Regions from separate parts of the Mus musculus genome. Here region 1 is linked to region 2. The links are chromatin contacts, called in public Hi-C maps. All regions are on one chromosome and are shown on one strand. Each heading gives the region's core, a stretch centred on a gene start, on an enhancer-like site or on the middle of the called end of the contact. The rest is flanking DNA. Distances are from core to core; before and after follow the strand shown. Region 1 overlaps Arid4a (AT rich interactive domain 4A (RBP1-like)). Region 2 holds the start of Pole2 (polymerase (DNA directed), epsilon 2 (p59 subunit)).

Region 1 (4,799 bases), core at 1,396-3,895, 1.8 Mb after region 2:
TACTTACATTTGGTTGTCATAGCTATAATAAAGTCTTCCTAGGCCAGCAAGGCAGTTTGCAGGTAACAGCACTTGTTACCAAGCCTGTCTATTTGAATTTGATTCCTGAATCTCCCATGGTAGAAGAAGAGAACCAAGTCATGCAAGTTGTCCTTTGACCTGTATGTATGTGCTTTGGCGCTTGTACGTACAGAAACAGACACACACACACACACACACTCTACAGGATCCTATTACTAGTTTATAACTGAGGACAATGGGATTGATAGTGTCTTGGCAGTTTGGACTAGTGTTGTGTGTGTTTTCCAGTGTGTAGCAAGTGCTTAGCACATTTATTTAATAAGTCATTAATGGTATTTGTACTCATAACATAGTATTATAGTCTTTAATAATTGTAACTTTCAAAAAGTTGAGTAGGCTGATATTTCAGTGCAGGACACTCACATAAGCAATTGTAGGTGTTAGAGCTAAAGATACGGAAATGTCGTCAGTGTGGAAAGTAAAGAGTCCTGTGGTAGCTCCTAGGCAACGGGTCTGTGAGAGGAAAAGGACCAAGTGCCTCAGATCATTAGTAGTTAACAGCCCTGCATAGTGCAGTGAATGGCAGATATCAGCATATTCAGGATGCTTCAAGAGCATGTCAGATTACTATTTACCATGATTTTAAAAGCGTACATTCTCATTTTTATTTAAAAAGCATAGACTCATAATTAATGCTTGTTATGGACACTTAGAAGTAAATGATTACCCCAGAGAAGATACCTGAATAAACCCACATATACTTTTTGGGAGCTATTTTCATACCCTACTAGAAAATTAAACTTGCATTATTTGCCCCCTGGCATTAAAAACCAGACAGGTAATGTGTTTCTAAAAGTGAATGAGGTGATACAGAGAAGTTAGGCTTCTCTGTCCTGGCAGAGGAACCGAAGCCCAGGTATTCACTGACCAGTGAAGCAAACTCAAGTGTTGCTTACTTAGGTGGTTCAGTTACTTGTGTGAGGCAGGAGACTGTCCATCTCCTCAGCCCCAGTAAGAATGGAGAGGCAGCCATAGGGGCCAGTGGACCATGCAGAAGTCACAGCACTCTGACATGCCTAGGTCTGGGACACTAGGATATGGACATTTGGATAATGACCAGGTTCTCCTGACTCTTAGCACTGAAGACGAAAAGGAAGAAGAAAGCAGCGAAGAGGAAGATGAAGATAAGAGGCGTCTCAATGACGAATTATTAGGAAAAGTTGTAAGTGTGGCCTCCACAGCAGAGAGCACTGGATGGTACCCTGCTTTGGTAAGTTTCATTGCAAAATTAGTCAGCTGTATTAGTTGTCGAGAATGGATTTTTTAAAATGTATGTAAAATATTTTGGAAGTATTATAAATCTAACGAAGATGTAATTGTAATTTAATATTAAGACAGGCCCACTCACATGGCCATTGTCTTTCTTTGGCTTTCCTTCTGTTATCTGTTTGTTGACCTTTCAGGTTTTCCCCTCAGATGTGTTCTTCATTCTGCCCTGTTTATCGCCTCACCGCTTCAGTTCCTGTAGGTCAAGTCCTCAATATTCTTTATGGCTGTTTTGTTTGTTTTACTGGATAGTCCAGGCTGGCCCGGAACTTACTGTGTGGCCCAGGCTGGCCTCAGATTCATAACAATCCTCCTGCTTCAGTCTCTTCAGGTGTAGGATCACGGTGTGAGCCACCACATCTGGCTTCTTAATTCTTTCTTTATTACATTCAGCTAATTATCTAGAACTAAGTTTTTAGGTAGAACCATTTAAAAATAATCGATTTATCTCACAGTAATCCCAACAACTTGGTCAGATGTGGTGCTTCAGGGCTGTAGTCTCAGCTTCTCTAGAGTCCAAAACAGGAAGTGTGCTTCAGCCCAGGAGGTGGAGACTAACTTGGTCTCAATAACAAAACAAGACACTGGGGGTGGGGCAGGGAACAAGCACACTGGTAAGAGCACTTGCCCTGCAAGCAGGAGAGCTTGGGGACTCCGGTGCCTATGTAAGGAGCCAGGCATAGCCTGGGGTTGAGTGCCCAGACAACAGAGTCAAAACCACGCTGTCCAGCCAGCCTAGCCAAAGAAGCAAGCTTCAGTTAAGCGAGAGACCTTGTCTCAGCGCAGTGCAGTGTCGGAGAGTGACAGAAGACATCTGTTCCCGTGTTTTGCATCCCTATGTGCATGAGCACATGCATCAATGTGTTCATATGCACCCACACATCTGTGTGCATGCACCACACACACATGCGATATACAAAACCTTGATCTTTCAGTTAATTAATCTAGTTTTACTGAGTCTGCTTCATCAACTAATTTCACTTTTTTTTTTTTTTTTTTTTTTTTGGTTTTTTGAGACAGGGTTTTTCTGTGTAGCCCTGGCTGTCCTGGAACTCACTCAGTAGACCAGGCTGGCCTCGAACTCGGAAATCTTTCTGCCTCTGCCTCCCAAGTGCTGGGATTACAGGCGTGCGCCACCACTGCCCCCCTTCAAATTCTTTTAATGAATATCTAAGACTCCTTCACCATAAGCTCCCTTCCACTTTCTTATTTTATTTTTTTATTTTTAAAGCATCTGAGTGCTCTATCTGCATGAATGTCTGTGTGCCAGAAGAGGGCATCGGATCCCATTACAGATGGTTGTGAGCCACCATGTGGTTGCTGTGGATTGAACTCAGGATCTCTGGATGAGCAGTCAGTGCTCTTAACCACTGAGCCATTTTTTCAGCCCCAGCTTTTTTTATTTTTAAGTTTTATTTATTATTTATATGTAGCTGTCTTCAGACACACCAGAAGAGGGCATCAGATCCCATTACAGATGGTTGTAAGCCATCTTGTGGTTGCTGGAATTTGAACTCGGGACCTCTGGAAGAGCTGCTGTCAGTGCTCTTAACCGCTGAGCCATGTATCCAGCCCAAGCCCCAGCTTTTTTATTTTGAGGCAGGGTTTTACATATTTCAGGCTGGCCTCCAATTTGCCAGTCCGCCTAGGATGACCTTGAACTTCACCTCCCAGACACCATTGGCCCAGGCATGCTAGGCAGGCACTCTTCCACCCAGCTACTTTCCTTACTACGCCTAAGCTAACTTCTTCAATTTGTGCGCCTTTACTCCACCCTGAGTTAATGAGTGTTACCTGAGGACAGGAGTGAGCTTGCTTTGCCTTGACTGTAAATTCCTCAGAAGACAGGCAAGTGTGGGCTTTTCATTGTGACTCCCAAGAACATGCGCTCTACACATAAAGCAGACTATGTTGGGAGTTATAGACTCATTCTTTAAACCCAGTGTAGCAGCGCACGCCTTTGATCCCAGTGCTCAGGAGGCAGAGGCAGATTTCTGAGTTTGAGGCCAGCCTGGACTACAGAATAAGTCCTAGGATAGCCAGGGCTACACAGAGAAACTCTGACTTGAAACCCCCTGTCTCCCCAAAAAAGTGGTAGTAATTTTTTAGTACTGGTACATAAAGTAAACTAAGGAAGTAATAGAAAGGAAGGATCTCCACCCTTAGATGTTTAACGCTGTAGAAATGGCGGTTTCATGGCACAGAAGAAGGGACAGATGGTCACAGAGGGTCTTTTATGAGAGGTCGGAGACTGCTTAGGTGTAGTTGTCTCACAAAAATCCTCTTTGACCGATGGTGAGAGAGAGGAGGGGGAGAATAGGATGCAACTGCAAATATCATTGACCCTTGAAGCAGAAGGGCCTTCCAAGGGTCACCTAAAACTCAGGGATAATTCTGCAGATAGTTCTGAAAAGGAATGGTATTTGTGCTGCATGTTTGGGAATATTCATAAGACTGTTTACAGAAATCAATATGGAGGCCATTAGAGTAGCTCCCAGGTGATGTGATGAGACTTGGACTTCTATTTATTTACATCTCAGGACTTGACTACCACACCTCTTCTAGCTGAGTAGGGCTAATTTTCCTGCCTTTGGCACTGTCCTGTGCCTGGTGTACCAATGGGTCATCCCCCTGTTGTGTTCTTTCTTGTATGTCTTAGATTTGCCCCTCTGTGTGAAGCACAGCGACTCTTACTAGTCTGACAGTTATTAGTACCTAGTACTCACAAGACCTGTATTTGTCTCTGAAGCCAAAGTGTGGCCATCCATGTCTGTGATCTTAACAATTAGGAGAGTAGTGTAAGTTCAGAGTCATCCTCCATTACCTACAAGGTTCTGGGCAGATGAGACCTGCCAAAAACCAAACAGTAATCAATAAGAGTATCTAAAAACCCAGTGCAGTGTGGTGTCGCACAACTTGAATCTTTGGAAACAGAGGCCAGCAGACCTCTGAGTTTGAGGCCAGCCAGGTTTACATAGTGAAACCTTGTCTCAAAAAATAAGTAAGTAAGTAAGTAAGTAAGTAAGTAAGTAAATAAATAAATAAATAAATAAATAAATAAAAATCTGGCTCTGTGGTATTGAACATGATAGTTATAAAGTGTATATTGTTATAATAATAAACTGAATGAATGAAACTTAGTTACAAAGAATGGAGTTGGGAGCCAGAGTGTGAGTGAGTGTCTGAGACACACTTTTGCCTACAACGTCCAGGACTCTGGGTTTGTTAAGGATTAAGAGTATCATGAGTAAGTCTGTCTCAGCAACTTTAGAAGTGTGCTACCCAGCTTGAGTTTTTAAAATACAAACCACGACTACAGTACTCAAAAATTACTCACTAAGCACACTGCTAAGGCATTTTTTACTTTCAAAGGCTAGATTAAAAGTTTTCTTTTCAATGACAAACTGAAAATTGTTCATGCCCTGTTAAAAAAGATCTTAGGTGGTTTCTAA
Region 2 (4,547 bases), core at 1,914-4,413:
TCAGCCTAAGAACACAGCTAAACAGGCTAGAAAGCAACACAAACTCAGGTGTGGTGTAGCCTTAGTCACTGTCTTCAGGCAAAATATGCCATTTGAAATTAATATACGATAATTAATAATAATCATGATTTCCTAAATGTTCATTGTAAAGGAATTTATAAAGAGTGTGTGTAAAATCCCACCTTTACAAGTGAATGGAGAACTAGTTCTCCTCTGTATCATGGACCACATGAATTTTTTTTAAAGATTTATTTATTTTATGTATATGAGTACACTGTAGCTGTACAGATGACTGTGAGCCTTCATGTGGTTGTTGGAGATTTAATTTTTAGGACATCTGCTTGCTCCGGTCAACTCTGCTCGCTCAGTCCCTGCTTGCTCTGGCCCAAAGCTTCATTTATTATTATATATAAGTACACTGTAGCTGACTTCTGACACACCAAAAGAGGGCGTCAGATCTCATTACAGATGGTTGGGAGCCACCATGTGTTTGCTGGGATTTGAACTCAGGACCGGAAAAGCAGTCAATGCTCTTACCCACTGAGCCATCTCAACAGCCCGGACCACATGAATTTTAACATCACTGAAGATGCTAGCTAGCATCCATCCCACATGTCAGATTGGGCTAAAACTCCTATTCTGTTGGCGGTAGAAACATTGGTTCGCTTCTCCTTGTTAGGCAGTGCCTGTGGTGGTAGCTGATGAAGAATTTAACTGGCAGAGCAGGAGATTTAGGCCTTCTTACTTTCCTCTTATTCCCTCAAACACTTAAGACTATCTAACTTGATAAGACAGTCACAGGTTTAGAGAGCAAAACAAGACACCATGAGGGATCAGATCAGGGCCAATGGCACAGCTCAGCCGGTGAAAGCACTTGCCACAGAATTCTGGTGACACGAGCTTGGTCTTCAGACCCACATGGTAGAAGGAGAGAACCTGCTGCAAAGCTGTCCTCTGACCTCCACATACGGACACAGAGCACACGTGTATACACACATGCAAAATAACAATAGCAATAACAGTAATCATATACAAGAACAGCAACATAACTCTTTAAAGGGCAAGATCAAGTGCAACAGTTAAGTATAGAAAAGATGCGGCGGTAACTCCACCTGTCCAGGCAGGAGCCTGGGAACCAAGGACCAGGATATCCTGAGGTCCCAACTGAACCAACCCTTTGGGAAAAGACACTACTGTGCGACTCTCGGAACTCTGCACTGTGCTAATAATGGAGCCTCGGTATCCTTTTAAATGTAAATCAGAGGACACAAAGCTATAACAATTTAAGCATCATCAGGAAATGTTACTTACAGGGCTGCTTTTCAACTGCATCGATGATCTTTCCTAGGTTCTCCTCTAGCTCCAATTCAGTGACAGACTGGAGAGCTTCAGTCAGATACTTGGTGGCTTCACTAGTGACAGAAAGAAAAGATGAGACCAAGAATTTCTCGGGGGCGGAGGGTGGGGTAGGGGGAAACTTTTACTTAAATCTTATACAACTCAAGCTTTATAAAAAGCTAACATAACAGAAAACTCATATCTCCCTCTAAAACCTCAAGTAGCCCTCTAAAGTATCAAGGCTTGAAACAGTTCATTAAAAAAATAAGTGAACAGGTAAAATAACAACAAACCCCTGCAGCAGGTCTTGGTAAAACACCTTTTTAAAAAAAATCTAAATTGGGCTGGAGAGATGGCTCAGTGGCTAAGAGCACAGACTGCTCTTCTGAAGGTCCTGAGTTCAAATCCCAGCAACCACATGGTGGCTAACAGCCATCCGCAATGAGATCTGATGCCCTCTTCTGGTGTGTCTGAAGACAACTACAGTGTACTTAGATATAATAATAAATAAATCGTTTTTAAAAAAATCTAAATGAGATGGGTACACTGGACATGTGAGATGACCCTGTCCTGACTGGAGTGTATGAGACTCAAAGCCGAAACTCTGAGTTAAGTTTTTGTTTGATTTTCTAGACAGAGTTTCTCTGCATAGCCCTGGCTGTCCTGGAACTCACAGAGATTCACCTGCCTCTGCCTCCAGAGTGCTGGGATTAAAGTTGTGCTGGATAGCTGGCCCACAGTGAATGCAGGCATGAGTGCCATTGAGTCTCTAAATCAGAGGGTAATCTACTACACAGCACTAGATAACACACTGTCTTCCCACAGGAAAAGTCCCATGGCGTTTAATTCCACACACGGTGCTTTGAGGCTAAAAGACTTGAGTGTATATCTCAATGAATCAATTAATGAGCTTCCAACAGCTTTATAATAGTACATTTTAAGGGAAAGGAAAGGAAAAGCTATTGCTCAATTAATCCTCTCTCCAAATGTCAGGAATTAACCAAATTAAATTCATCACTTTCTCCCTGGGTAGACCCAGGTTGACCCTTGGACACTCCTGGGCAAAACGTAAAGCTAAAAGGTTCATAAAGTTCACAGTTACGAAAACAAAACATTCACACTCTGACTCAGAAAGCTATACGGATCTCAGCAGGTACTTAAACGGAAAGTGTATTATAAAATGTAAATTGTAATATGAGATTTCTTGGATATGTTCATTTTTAAAGACTGAAAAGACACACTACAGCCAGGAAAACCTCCTTTGGGGGCAAATTGTAAACTAGGAAATCTAAAAAAGCCAAACTAAAAACACGTTTAAAATCTATCCAAATTTTACTTCTCCAGGCAATAATGAAAATTCCACACAGAGACGGGTTTGGAAGACTCATACTCTACAATATAAATCGCCAACAGACACGCATATGGATTCACCCATGTCTCTCCTTCTCTGACACGTCTCTCTGTAACTTCCAGAAGTAACACTGTAATGATTCCCATTCTGCAGAGGCGGGGACCTCCGTTGATCAGAAGCCAGCACGCCCCCAACTTCCCCGCTCAGTTCGGCGTCAGCGCGCAGCTCCGCCCAGCCTGGAAGTAACATTCGCACCCGGCGCCAGGATCGCGGAAACCCAGGTAGGCTCTGCAGCCTCAAATGCACCGGAGAGACATCGCCTCTTATGACAGAATGTTCTAGATAGGGCATTGCGGCGGGTCAGGTTACCTCGAGACTCACCTCCTGAGCAGCAAGCCCCGCAGCTTGAAAGCTGAGACCGTGCGGCTCCGCAGCCGCTCCGGCGCCATGTTCGCGATTTGGCGCCACCGCCGACGCCCCGCCCCCTCCTGGAATAGACACACCCCTTGTCCCGCCCTTATATTCTTGGGCTGGTGAAATGGATTTTTTTGGCCTTACTAACTGCAGGGCCTCTGGGAATCTCAGACCCTGCCTAGGGAGTGAAGTAGGAGTGGTCAGAGTGGGAACAAGCTTCCTTTATCCCAAAAGCATTTTCTGAACACTCAGCTTCCCGGACACTCAGCTACCCTCTTCTACTCTGACTCTACCCAAGCTTCCTGCACCCAGAGTCTTCCCTTCCAGGGCTATGAGAGTTGTAGAGCCGTTGTTTCCCGGTTCTACACATGCTCAGGAAATACTGTGTTTTCACCGTTTTCGATCACTCCCATCCGACCAGTTTTAGTTGAGGGCCTCTCCACGATCCGCTGTCATCATTTAGCAGTCCCACTTTTTTCATGACATACCTTCTTTTTTTTTTTTTTTACTGGTGGAGTAACAAACCCAAGATTATAAATGGTTGGTATGAGGTGAATTGCCAGTGCGGTGGAGCTGCTCTTGAATCGTTATTCTCAGTCCTACAAGTAGACTCAGTAGAGCACATCTTAAAATGTTCCCTCTTGCTGAGTGTGATGGCACATGCCTTTAATCCAAGAACTCAGAAGGCAGAGGCAGGGGGATCTCTGTAAACACCTGGGCAACTTGTTCTAGAGAATGAGTTCCAGACCAGTCAGTGAATCACAGTGAGACCTTATATAAAAATCCATCCATCCATCCATCACACACACACACACACAAACGCACACACACACATATACTTGTGCTGTTGAGATGAATAATCAATTGGCTGTTTATAAATAAGCATGCAACTTTACAGGACACAAGAAAGCTCTGGGCATAAGACCACAGATCTATAATCCCAGGCCTCAGAACGGGGAGGTGCAAGGATTCAGGAGGCAAAGGCCATCTTTGATGTCACAGCAAGTTCAAAGCAAGCCTAAGATACCTGAGGCTTAGTGGGAGTGGGAGAGGCAAATAAGCCAAAAACTTGAATGATTTCTACAACGGTATAAGCAATTATCTCTGGGGCGTATATTTAAGATCTTTCTGAAAAGGAAAACAGTAAAAAGAATGCATGTGTATATTTGCTTGATTTTGCATTTCAAAACTTTTGAAAAGTTAAACTAGACAACAAAGAGAGATCCCAGCTGTGGTGGTTTGAATAAAAATGTCTCCCGTAGGCTCTGGTGTGTAAACACTTGGTTCCCAGTTGGTGGCGCTGTTTGGAGAGATTCAGGTGGTGCAGTTGTGCTGGAGCAGCTGTGGTGGCTTGAATATGCTTAGCCCAGGAAGGGGCACTATTAGGAGGTGTGGCCTTGTTGGACTATAGGTATGGCCTTGTTGGAGGAAGTGTGTCACTGTG

Evidence for each region. A called contact is a pair of places that touch in the nucleus more often than the background predicts.
Region 1: a Hi-C map of B cells shows a contact between it and region 2, with 5 read pairs. The contact joins the enhancer-like site here to the promoter of Pole2 in region 2. A contact is called at or near these places in 1 of 484 Hi-C or Micro-C datasets (B cells), 1 of 115 datasets of contacts at active chromatin or transcription factors (embryonic stem cells) and 1 of 9 other capture datasets (liver).

What each region holds. Positions count from the first base shown.
Region 1 is chr12:71,038,681-71,043,479 of GRCm38.p6, forward strand. It overlaps Arid4a (AT rich interactive domain 4A (RBP1-like)), which reads left to right. Exons shown (of 24, transcript NM_001081195.1): 8 at 1,159-1,291. Among named protein-coding and RNA genes, the nearest start is that of Arid4a, 25 kb to the left of the region's middle. Within about 2 kb of position 2,646, at least 74 of the 459 cell types and tissues checked have an H3K27ac peak or open chromatin away from gene starts, as enhancers often do. A contact at or near this core is called in B cells, embryonic stem cells and liver, where this site is marked.
Region 2 is chr12:69,225,027-69,229,573 of GRCm38.p6, forward strand. Pole2 (polymerase (DNA directed), epsilon 2 (p59 subunit)) reads right to left here and starts at 3,164. Exons shown (of 19, transcript NM_011133.2): 1 at 3,071-3,164; 2 at 1,312-1,412. The coding sequence starts at 3,138. It also overlaps a transcript of Klhdc1 not described here.